Linked DNA regions of Zea mays: regions 1 and 3 are each linked to region 2. The links are chromatin contacts, called in public Hi-C maps. All regions are on one chromosome and are shown on one strand. The core of a region is the stretch at or near the end of the contact, and the rest is flanking DNA. Distances in the headings are between cores, read along the strand shown. Region 1 holds the start of LOC100283955. Region 2 holds the start of LOC100286130 (DNA-binding protein). Region 3 holds the start of LOC100273431 (Transmembrane emp24 domain-containing protein 10).

Evidence for each region. A called contact is a pair of places that touch in the nucleus more often than the background predicts.
Region 1: a contact with region 2 is called in a Hi-C map of ear, with 2.6 times the contacts expected there. The contact joins the promoter of LOC100283955 here to the promoter of LOC100286130 in region 2. A contact is called at or near these places in 5 of 25 Hi-C or Micro-C datasets (ear, endosperm, leaf and 1 more).
Region 3: a contact with region 2 is called in a Hi-C map of tassel, with 2.7 times the contacts expected there. The contact joins the promoter of LOC100273431 here to the promoter of LOC100286130 in region 2. A contact is called at or near these places in 4 of 25 Hi-C or Micro-C datasets (ear, endosperm, leaf and 1 more).

What each region holds. Positions count from the first base shown.
Region 1 is chr6:121,521,859-121,525,144 of Zm-B73-REFERENCE-NAM-5.0, reverse strand. It overlaps LOC100283955, which reads right to left and starts at 1,539. Exons shown (of 4, transcript NM_001156853.2): 1 at 610-1,539; 2 at 158-295; 3 at 1-60. The coding sequence starts at 1,470.
Region 2 is chr6:121,213,260-121,216,556 of Zm-B73-REFERENCE-NAM-5.0, reverse strand. LOC100286130 (DNA-binding protein) reads right to left here and starts at 1,945. Exons shown (of 2, transcript NM_001159018.2): 1 at 1,703-1,945; 2 at 1-1,601. The coding sequence starts at 1,774.
Region 3 is chr6:121,472,277-121,475,420 of Zm-B73-REFERENCE-NAM-5.0, reverse strand. LOC100273431 (Transmembrane emp24 domain-containing protein 10) reads right to left here and starts at 1,879. Exons shown (of 4, transcript NM_001147868.1): 1 at 1,556-1,879. The coding sequence starts at 1,759. It overlaps LOC111589576 (a long non-coding RNA gene), which reads left to right and starts at 2,161. Exons shown (of 3, transcript XR_002748659.2): 1 at 2,161-3,144.

The sequences.
Region 1 (3,286 bases), core at 290-2,789, 310 kb before region 2:
GTTCGTCGCTGTGGATACGGGACGTCCGGACACATCCGTCGCCGGACCTTTCTGCACCAGCTGCAGCAATGCCCAGCAACAAGGGACGCATTTCAGCAGGACTCGGTTTGTTTTTGTTCCGGTGATCGAAACGACAGCGGAAATAAAAAAAAATCACCTCGTAGGTCAGGTTTTTGTGAGATGGTGCCCATTCCTCTTCGACCCTCCGCTTGATCTGCTCGATGTCTTCGGTTGGAGGAAGGCGGAGGTCAAAGCCGACCTCCGCTTCTGAAGGTTGCATGTTCATCACGAAACCCTGCAACAATCTGTCTTTAGAGACTACACAAGCCACAGATTATCATTGTAGACAGTGTAGCGTAAAACAATGTTTCGTACTGACCATATGCACAATATGCACAATCTGCTGGTGGTCGCTAGATTTTTGAAATATTTGATGAAAAGCTATAAAGTTCTGTATGTCACTATTTCTATTTGGTGGAGAGTATAAACATTCAAATTGCAAAATTGTTTAGCAACGGTAGCGGGCAATTGTATCCGCTAACACCGTTTCAAACCAGGACCTGATTTACTGTATCAAAGCTAAATTAGGTAGCACCATTGCTTACTTACCGTGGGGCTTGGTATGCCGGCCTTCATGTACACAGGGTTGACTGAGACCACCTCCCCAGGACCCTTCTCCCCGGACTTCACCATCCTGAACTGCGCATCCCTGAACGCAGCGATGGTCTCCACGCAATCCATCAAATTGTCAACGGCGGCGCCGTCCAACATCCTCGACCCATGCCCTGGCGCCCCCGCCGCCTTCACGACGAGCCTCCACACCAGCCTGTCCGCGTAAAAGACTCTGAACACGTCCGTCGGCGACGCCTGCCCCTCGTCGAGCATAAACCCGATGTTGAGGGCGCGGAACTCCTCCGATCGGGCGAACTTGTCGAACCCATCCGCGCCGCCGATCTCCTCGTCGGGGACAAGCGAGATGTGGATGGTGCGGGCGGGAGCGAACCCCGCGGCCTGCAGGCCCCGGATCGCCTCGAGGTACTGGACGGGGAGGCACTTGTCGTCCTGTGCGCCGCGCGCGTAGATGCGGCCCGTGGTCGGGTCGCGGTGCGCGGCGAATGGAGGGTGCGCCCAGTGCTCGGGCTCCGCGGGGACGGAGTCCATGTGGGAGTTGAGGAGCACGGAGGGGAGGGAGGGATCGGAGCCTCGCCAGGTGAGGAGGAGCAGGGGCTTGGTCTTGCACGGGGTGAAGTGGAGCGTGGTGGTGTGGAGACCGAGCGAAGCGGCGTAGTGTAGGAGGAAGGCGCTGGCGCCGGCGTAGTCGGGGGATGGGTGCGCAGTTCGGATGCGGAGGTATTCCTGGAAGCGGGCGATCTGGTCAGACTCGAGAGCCGTGAAGGGGTGGGCGAGACGGGGGAAGCCGGAGAGGACGACGACGAAGGCGAGAAGGAGACAGCGGAGAGGCGGCGGCATCGTGTGGTAGATGCGCAGCGACCTCACTCCGAGCAGAGCTTCCAGCGAATGTCTGTTCGGTTGACTTGCAGATCTCCTGTGTGTCTACTGTCTAGCGAAGTATTTTTAGCTTGTCTAGCGGGTGTTTGGATCCTCCTGAAATTTAGTACCTATCACAGATGTTTAGATACTAATGTCCAGTTTGATCCTCCTGGCTTATTGTTTATCAGTAGTTAATAATTAGCCGATAAATAATTAGCTAGTAAAAATTAGTCATGATATATTTGGAGACTGGATTAATATATGTCATTTTCTGTTTATACGATCTATTAGCACTTATTAGCAAGATCAAATGGCTAATGAATAAACAGTTTGCTAGCCCTCCGGCTAACAATTAGCCAATTTGTTAGCCAGACGGTTTGGAGGTTAAGATGCTAAAATTAGACGGCAAACATTTTGCCACAAGGATCCAAACATGCTCTAATTAGAAATATTAAGTACAGTCTAATTCTAAAACTAATTAGATAGATGAGAACTAAATGATAAGTAAACCAATTAAAACTAATTACTATGTAATTTGTCACATAATACAGTAAACATTATCTAATCATAAATTAATTAGGTTTAATAACTTTGTCTCGTTGTTAATAAGAACTACATATTTTTATATTAAGAAGAATACGAAAGCCCATAATGGACCGATACAGAGGATTGGCACTTTACGATGACTAAAATTGGATATACACAACTCATCCATGCTTAAAAACAAACACAATCAGAGACCCCAAATCAAAGCCAGATCCTGGCTATCCCAGGCTACCCTAGCAAGGCACCAATTCATGGCATCCTTTTTGAGATCCTACAACACCTTGAATACGTCTACCATGCCTTCTTCAATGACATAGAAATTATGGTGTTTTTACAACCACCAAACCACTAAAACCGTCTTGGAGTTGAACCTTTTTTCTATGGCTTGAAAGCTCGTTTCTTCACTTCATGCAACCATTCCTAAAAGCTGACATCCCTAGCACTAGGCTAAGATGATGTAAGTTGATTAGATATAGAACTTGAAACTAGAACTACCTAGCAAATACACATGCTACCAATAGATGTTGAATAGGTTCATCCTCTTGATCACAAAACAGGCAAAGTTCAGGGTGCTCAAGCCCTCTTTTTGCTAGCCGATTTATAGCAAAACACCTATTTAGACTTGCAAGCCAAATGAAAAACTTACATCTTAGAGGGGACTAGGTCTTTCAAACCCTTTTAGCCGACTCAAAGGCCACCGACCTAATGAAGAACATTTCATATGCTGGTTTGGAAGGGTAGCACTGAGATGCTGAGGGGGTCCATTGATGTTGCAATCCCATCATAACAAGTTTCTATAATAGCATTCTTAACCAAGACTTGATTGCAAGGATTAGAGTTAACATCAATTAAATCTAAGCAAGAAGTAGAAGCATCCTTTTTAATAATTTCAGGAATTTCAAATAAAAGACCTTCTGGGGTGTTATTGATGTTTTCTAGCTTATTAGTTAGCTCATTATTGTGTTTGTTAAGAATTTACATTTTTCTCTAGCAAGTTTTTGACTTGACCTATGACAAAGATGTTTCTGTTAATGATGTTTTCACATCTAATTTTGAGTCTCTTACTTTCAGAAGAAGGATTGTGAGTAATTTGAGGATGTTATTCGATGAAATGATAAGTTGTTGTAATCAGGTAACACTGTCTGATCAAGAGGATAAAATTGTGTGGAATCTGGGGAAAAAAGGCTTCTCAGTTAATTCTATGTACAAAAAGAAAATGGAAGATCAAATTTTGATTCCATATAAGTTC
Region 2 (3,297 bases), core at 696-3,195:
GTTTCAAAAGGCCTGGCCTTCCTTGGCCTCCCAGGCCCTCTCTTAATCCCCTTTAATGCAGTATCCCTGGTTCCTGCAGACCACCCTGCCGATGGATTCTTCTTTCTTGGCCTCCCACGCCCTCGCTTCTCCACCGATGCAGCAACTTGGGTTTCTGCAGTTTCAGTTTCCAATGGCCTCTTTCTAGGTCGCCCACGACTCCTCTTCTCCATCAAAGGAGTAGTAGCAAGGGATTGCAAAATCATAGCTTCAACTTCATTTTGCACAGGCCCAGTTTGGTCTACAGCTTGTGCAGGCAGAGCTTCATGCCGACCCTCAGTCATCTGTGCAACTTTCAAGTCCCCAGTTTCAGATGTCTTCTCCTTTCTTGGCCTCCCACGCTTAGCAGCCCCTGCTTTTGCAGTTTCGATTTCCAACGGCCTCTTTCTAGGACGACCGCGGCCTCTCTTCTCTGTCAAAGGAGTACCCAAGGATTGCAAATCCCTATCTTCTACTTCATTTTGGACAGCCCCAGCTTGGTCTGCAGTCAGAGCTTCACGTTGACCCTCAGTCATCTGCGAGGCTTTCATGCGGCCACTTTCCAATGCCTTCTCCTTTCTGGGCCTCCCACGCCCTCTCTTAGTCAATGAAGCATCCACGGACTGCACAGATTCAGGTTGCATCTTCTCTTTCCCAGCAACCACAACCTTAGGTGGGCGCCCTCTTCCCCGCTTCGCACCAACCAAACTGTTACTAGAAGCAGATATGTTCATGGAGGAACCACGCAAAGCACTGATATCAACAGCAACCTTGGGCAGCCGGACAGTCTCACTCTTACCACTGTGGGACATGGTAGCAGGTGTCGGTGAGAGAGGAGTGGTATTCCTCTGTGGTTGTCCACCAGCAGGTCCCTTCTCAGCTCCCACCAACGGCGCCACAGCGGGGTAGGCACTCTTGCGCGGGCGTCCGCGGCCACGCTTGACCCCAGACGGAGGTGGTAGAACAACAGCTCCCAGCAGCTCGGAAAAGGAGGAACGCACAGGGACAAGGGCCTTCCGAGGACGTGCACGGCCCGTCTTGATCCCAGATGGAGGCGGTGGATCAATCCCTCCCAGCAGTGGCGAAGAAGAGGAAGGCGGAGGGACAAGGGCGTCCTTCCGAGGGCGTCCACGCCCCCTCTTGACCCCAGATGGAGGCGGCGGAACACTTGCTCCCTGTAGCGGCGAAGGGGAGGGGGAGGAAGCCACCGGGTCCTGGGCGCTCTTGCGTTTGCGTGGGCGTCCACGCCCTCGCTTGGCGTCCTGAAACGCCGGGATCGAAGCGGAAGGGGCTGAATCTGCGTACTTGCGAGGCCGCCCCCGACCACGCTTCTGCCCCGGAGCAGGGTTGGGGTTGGGCGGGATGTTGGAGCCTCGCCCCTGCCGCTGAGCGGCGGTGGAGACGAAGTAGTTGCCAGAGACGAGGCGAAGTTGGCCATGGGACTTGAGGCTGCGGAGATGGACGGAGAGGAGGGCATCGTGGCGCGAGTGGAGGCCGGAGAAGTGGTCGGCGATGTAGGTGGCGATGGCGCTGCGGCTCGACCCGCTCGGGTCCCGCAGCTCCGTCAGCGCCTGCATGATCATCTGCGGGCGCATCCAACCCAAATCATCGATCGAGATGCAGCAGCAAGATTCAATATTCACTCCAACGAACCGAGGAGGGAGACGGGGAGCGGCTATATTACCTCCTTGTATGTCGGATGGGGACGGCCGGCGGAGGGTGCCGCCGACGAAGGCGACGCGACGGCGGCCACCATTTCGTCTTGCCTCCGCTACTGCTGTTTCTTTTCTCTCGTTTTTCCCCCTACTACAATACTGGGGATTGGTGAATGGGGAATTGGGGATCTCCTGACTGCGTGAGGGATAGGGAAGCGGGGAGAGGGTGGGTGATGCGGGTAGGCGAAGCCCCCCGATGCCGACAAGGGCATCAAACCAGGTTCGTTGGATGCAGCACGTGCAAATCGGTGCCCGTAGCCTGGCGTTTGCGTTTCCCGCGAGCCTCGCGCGCCCGCTTGGCCTGTGCATGAGGTGAGGTGAGGTGAGGTGAGGTGAAGGTGAGACTCATTAGACTGAAAAATATATGTATATGATAAATTTAAAATAAGGAATAAGATATAAGATAAAATATAATATTCTGCTGGAGATAGTCTGTTTGTGGGGAATACGGATGGCTCCAAACTGAATCAGAATTGTTAGGAAAGCGTAAACGATATAAGTTAGAGTATTTTCTATTTATGCTATTATAAAAATTTATAGTTTATATAAAGTGTTGAGCACCAAAATTGAGTGCGGACGGCTCTAAGGTCGGACTGTCCACCGTAGCGGCCAGGACCATCCGCGTGTGCGCGGAATCAGTTAGGGTTTCAGATTTCTTATTGAGAGCGGACGATGTTCGATAGCGGAGTTGATGTTATGGTCGGTGTGACGAACCGTAATGATGGAGTGCATTCTATCGAGATTTTATATAGTGTGCGACCACTGACACATTGCTTTCTTCCAAAAGAAGGTGCATCTTGTTGGCTGGTTTCTCAACAGTCAAACAAACTGGCACTAAAATACCACAGAGATATGGGATGGGATAGGGGCCTGCTAGAGATAGCCTTAAAAAACCCCACGCGTTGGTCGTAAACAAATTGATCGAGCAATTAAATTTAGATGAAAAATAGATTAGGAAGAAAATGTGGACGATGTTGGGGAGGAGTATTGTACTCCCTCCGTTTCGTTTTAGTTGTCGCTGGATAGTACAAAATTGAACTATCCAACGACAACTAAAAAGAAACAGGGGAGTATCATTTTTTAAGAACTATGTAACTTTTTCATTTTTTTTCATTCTTTTTTTGACTTCTGTAGTTTTTTTCTTCATCACGTGGTCAGGTGATTTTTTTTTCCTAAACAAAATGTCATGTTTCGTTTTAAATAAAAATTTCTAAAATAAAAGTTGATGGAGCGATGATATAGGTGTAGGTTGCTGATAAAGGCTATGCACAGAAGAGCTGACCACGATTGATAGCGCAGTTGATATTATGGTTAGTAGCTCATGTGATGAACGGTAAGGATAAATGTATTGTAGGGGCGGACCTAGTGAGGGCACAGGCCCTCGCTCATTTCTTTGTTGTAAGTAGTGTAGTCTAAAATTTTACATAAGGTTCCATGCTCAGTCAAGTATAGATAACATCACTTTGATGTTTGGATGCTCGTCTTTATAAGTGTGTCCTCGCTCTTATTTTGTTCTGGATCCGCTCGTGTATGTTGTATCATGCTTTTAGATAGCGTGCGGGCA
Region 3 (3,144 bases), core at 630-3,129, 260 kb before region 2:
AACTTCATGTCCAAACTCAATTTGTTTATTAGTATGAAATTGACAAATCATAGACAGAGAGCAAAGAAAAAGACAGAGTACATGTGCTTTATGTCTTCTTTTCTCTGAGATTTGTCAATTTCATTACTCATAAATGAAGTTGAGTTTGATTATAAAATGTTACATGCGAGCATGTTACTATCTCATCTACATGCATGGAGTTTTTTAGAATTTTTTTTCTAAAAAAAAACTTCAAGTATGTCTTTTTTTGGATTTTCACAATTCCACCGGGAAGAATGATGCATTGAATATTTTCACCATATGCAAATATAAACAAGTCAGAGACCCCACTCATACATGCTGAAGTTGTTTTTTGAAAATGAAGGTACTCCGAATTATATCAACCGTTTGTACATTGAAATTCCAATATGATTCCTAAAACTAGAGTTAGGGGGACAAAGATCCCTCTCGAAGCACACAGAGCTTTCTTTAACATGCATTCTGGGATTAAAAAACAAAATTGATCACAGAAATGCCAATAAAATGCAAGGCTGCCATAGGATAACAAGATAAGACATGAGCATCAGACTTGTGGTAAATATGTTCTTAAGTTGGCAGATATGGTACAGAAGTGCTGTTGCCCATAGTGCACCTTGTCACTTTGATCATCAAATCTTGTCTTCGGAAGTTTGTAAAATTCAATCTGGATCTGAAGTTCTCTAAAAGAGTCAGCAATTGAGCAGGGTTCAGGGTGGAACTCCAGTCAAAAATTTTAGTCTAGACTAGACTCTAGTGACACTATATGCATTAACTCGTCTGCTCATGCACACAAATGATTACAAGGTACTAACTACTAAAACAATCTATTAATGTGTATTTTGGATATAAAAATATATTAATGTGCATAACACTTAGGTATATAAACAATCACAATAGCAAGCACAATCCAACATCTGCTGCAACTTAGTGTTATGTTCAACCCCATTACATTAGGGCTAATAACTAAGAATGGTAATATAAGAATTCGATTCCCAAGAGAGAATGAAAACCAAGCATAGCACATGCTAGTTACTTGAGAGAGCGCCATCCAGCATAGCAGTACCCAAATTGAAGATTATCCCCATCTGAAGCAATGGCCAAGTGCAGTTTTGACTCATAAATCAATTTCCCTAATGTCTCGAAACCATGAATTAGTAAGGTGATACTATGACCAGATTCATGATGAATTGTCAACTTGCAGATTTCCCCTTGTACAAAATTCACGCTGAGCTACTTAAGACTAATTTGTAGCGAAAGAGCCCCGTACTAGGAACTAGAACACGTATAATTCCTCCCTCCATCAATCTCCCCTAAGTGCTAGTTTTGACTCGTAGAAGCTCAATCAGACAACAACAAAATTGCAGGGCTTAATTCGCACGAAAAATAGCGCAATCTAGCGCCTCAGCTGCGTCCCAATTCGCCTACACCGAGATCACAGAACACACCGGTTCACCGGCCCAGATCGAGATCAAACACGAGAATGAACGAGACGAAACCGCACGCCAAGGGCATCCGAGAGCGAGTTGTGGCCGCGTACCTTGACGGCGACGGTGGGATGCGAGCTGGGGTGGGACTCGTACATGATAGCGTAGTCGGCGAGCACTACGACGTTGGGCTGGATCTCCTCGGAGACGCACTTGGTCCCCGACGGCGGGAGCTCGAGCCACACGGCCTCTGCCACCGGTAGGAGAAGCACCGCCGCTACGGCCAGCAGCAGCGCTGGAAAGACCGACGCCGCCATCCCCGCCGGACGATCTGGAGGCGGGCGTCTCTCTCTGACTCTCTCCCGGTCGCGGTGGAGTCGTGGGAGCTTGGACTTGCACGAGGCGATAGGCGAGGGCAATGGCTTGCAGGGGTAGGTTGGGAACGCGAAGGTTCGCACCTTAGACTGTCCAGCCTATATATCTTTACTACCCTATAACACTCTATTACCCTATAACACTCTATTATAGACCGTGCATCGTGTTCTGCCCTGCACCCGTAACCACGCCGACGCACCCAACCTCGCCCCCATGCCGCTGACTACGCGACCTTGCTTTCTAGCCACCACGCTGGGCCCACATCACCCCACGCCGCTAAGGCGCCAAGGCACCAATTGTGTGACCTTCTTTTCTCACCCTTTCCCACCCAACTGCCCTGCCCTCCCTCCCCGAGATCGCGCAACAAGTCCCCCTTTTTGGGAATCCCCTCTGGCCTGGACGGCGGAGGAGGCATCTTTGGCATCGATCTCGGCCGAGCAGCTCGACGTGGAGGTGTACGCGACATAGTGTGCGGTGCAGACCAGCCTCACACACCTCATCTAGGACAGCAACCAATTAGGGATGCACTGATGCAGCAGGCGGCGTTGCGTTGGGGACGTGTCGCGGGCTAGCCATGGCTAGCAGCTAGGCGGCGTCGACTATCCCTGTCCAGGCTAGCAGGCTATCGGGCCCCGTGCGGGTGCTTGTCTCCGAGGCCATCGACGAGCGAGTGGCGGAGGGTGAGGAAGGGGATGGCGCGATGAGGCTATTCGTGGGCCTCCCGTGGACGCGGTGGTCTCTGGCAGCTAGCATCACCCTTCCTCCTTCCTGTTGGATTGGTTTCGCTTGCACTCACCAGGACACGCATTTCAGGTGACGAGAAGACAGACCACCTGAAGCACCTCGAGATCAGCCCCAAAGATTGTCTTCGATATCCAGGTGAGGGTAACAGCAGCGGCTGCATCATGTGGAAAGATAACATCGTTGATGTCAAGTACAAAGAAAATGGGCAGGATCTCTATCTTGGGCTGGCAAACTCTGAAATAGGTAGCAAAAACTGAAGCAGTCAAGATTCTGATGCAAAACTCAACATCTTATCAGCTGCTACTAATAAATACATTTATGTAGCTACAAGGAAGAATATGGGGCGTGTGGCAAAGATCTCGGTCCCGGTGATGGCTTCTGTGCTTGCACTCATGGCCACCGGCATGTACCTTGTTTGGATATGCAAGCTTAGAGGTACAATTGGAGGGAGCCAATATATTCACCATAAAGAACTATCCAGCTCAGTTTTTTTGTATTGCTAGCATAAGGTTTATCAATAACAATTGGAGTGGCTCTTCCTGTCAGCCAAACGTCAGAACAAGGATAATTTGAGCAAAGCGAT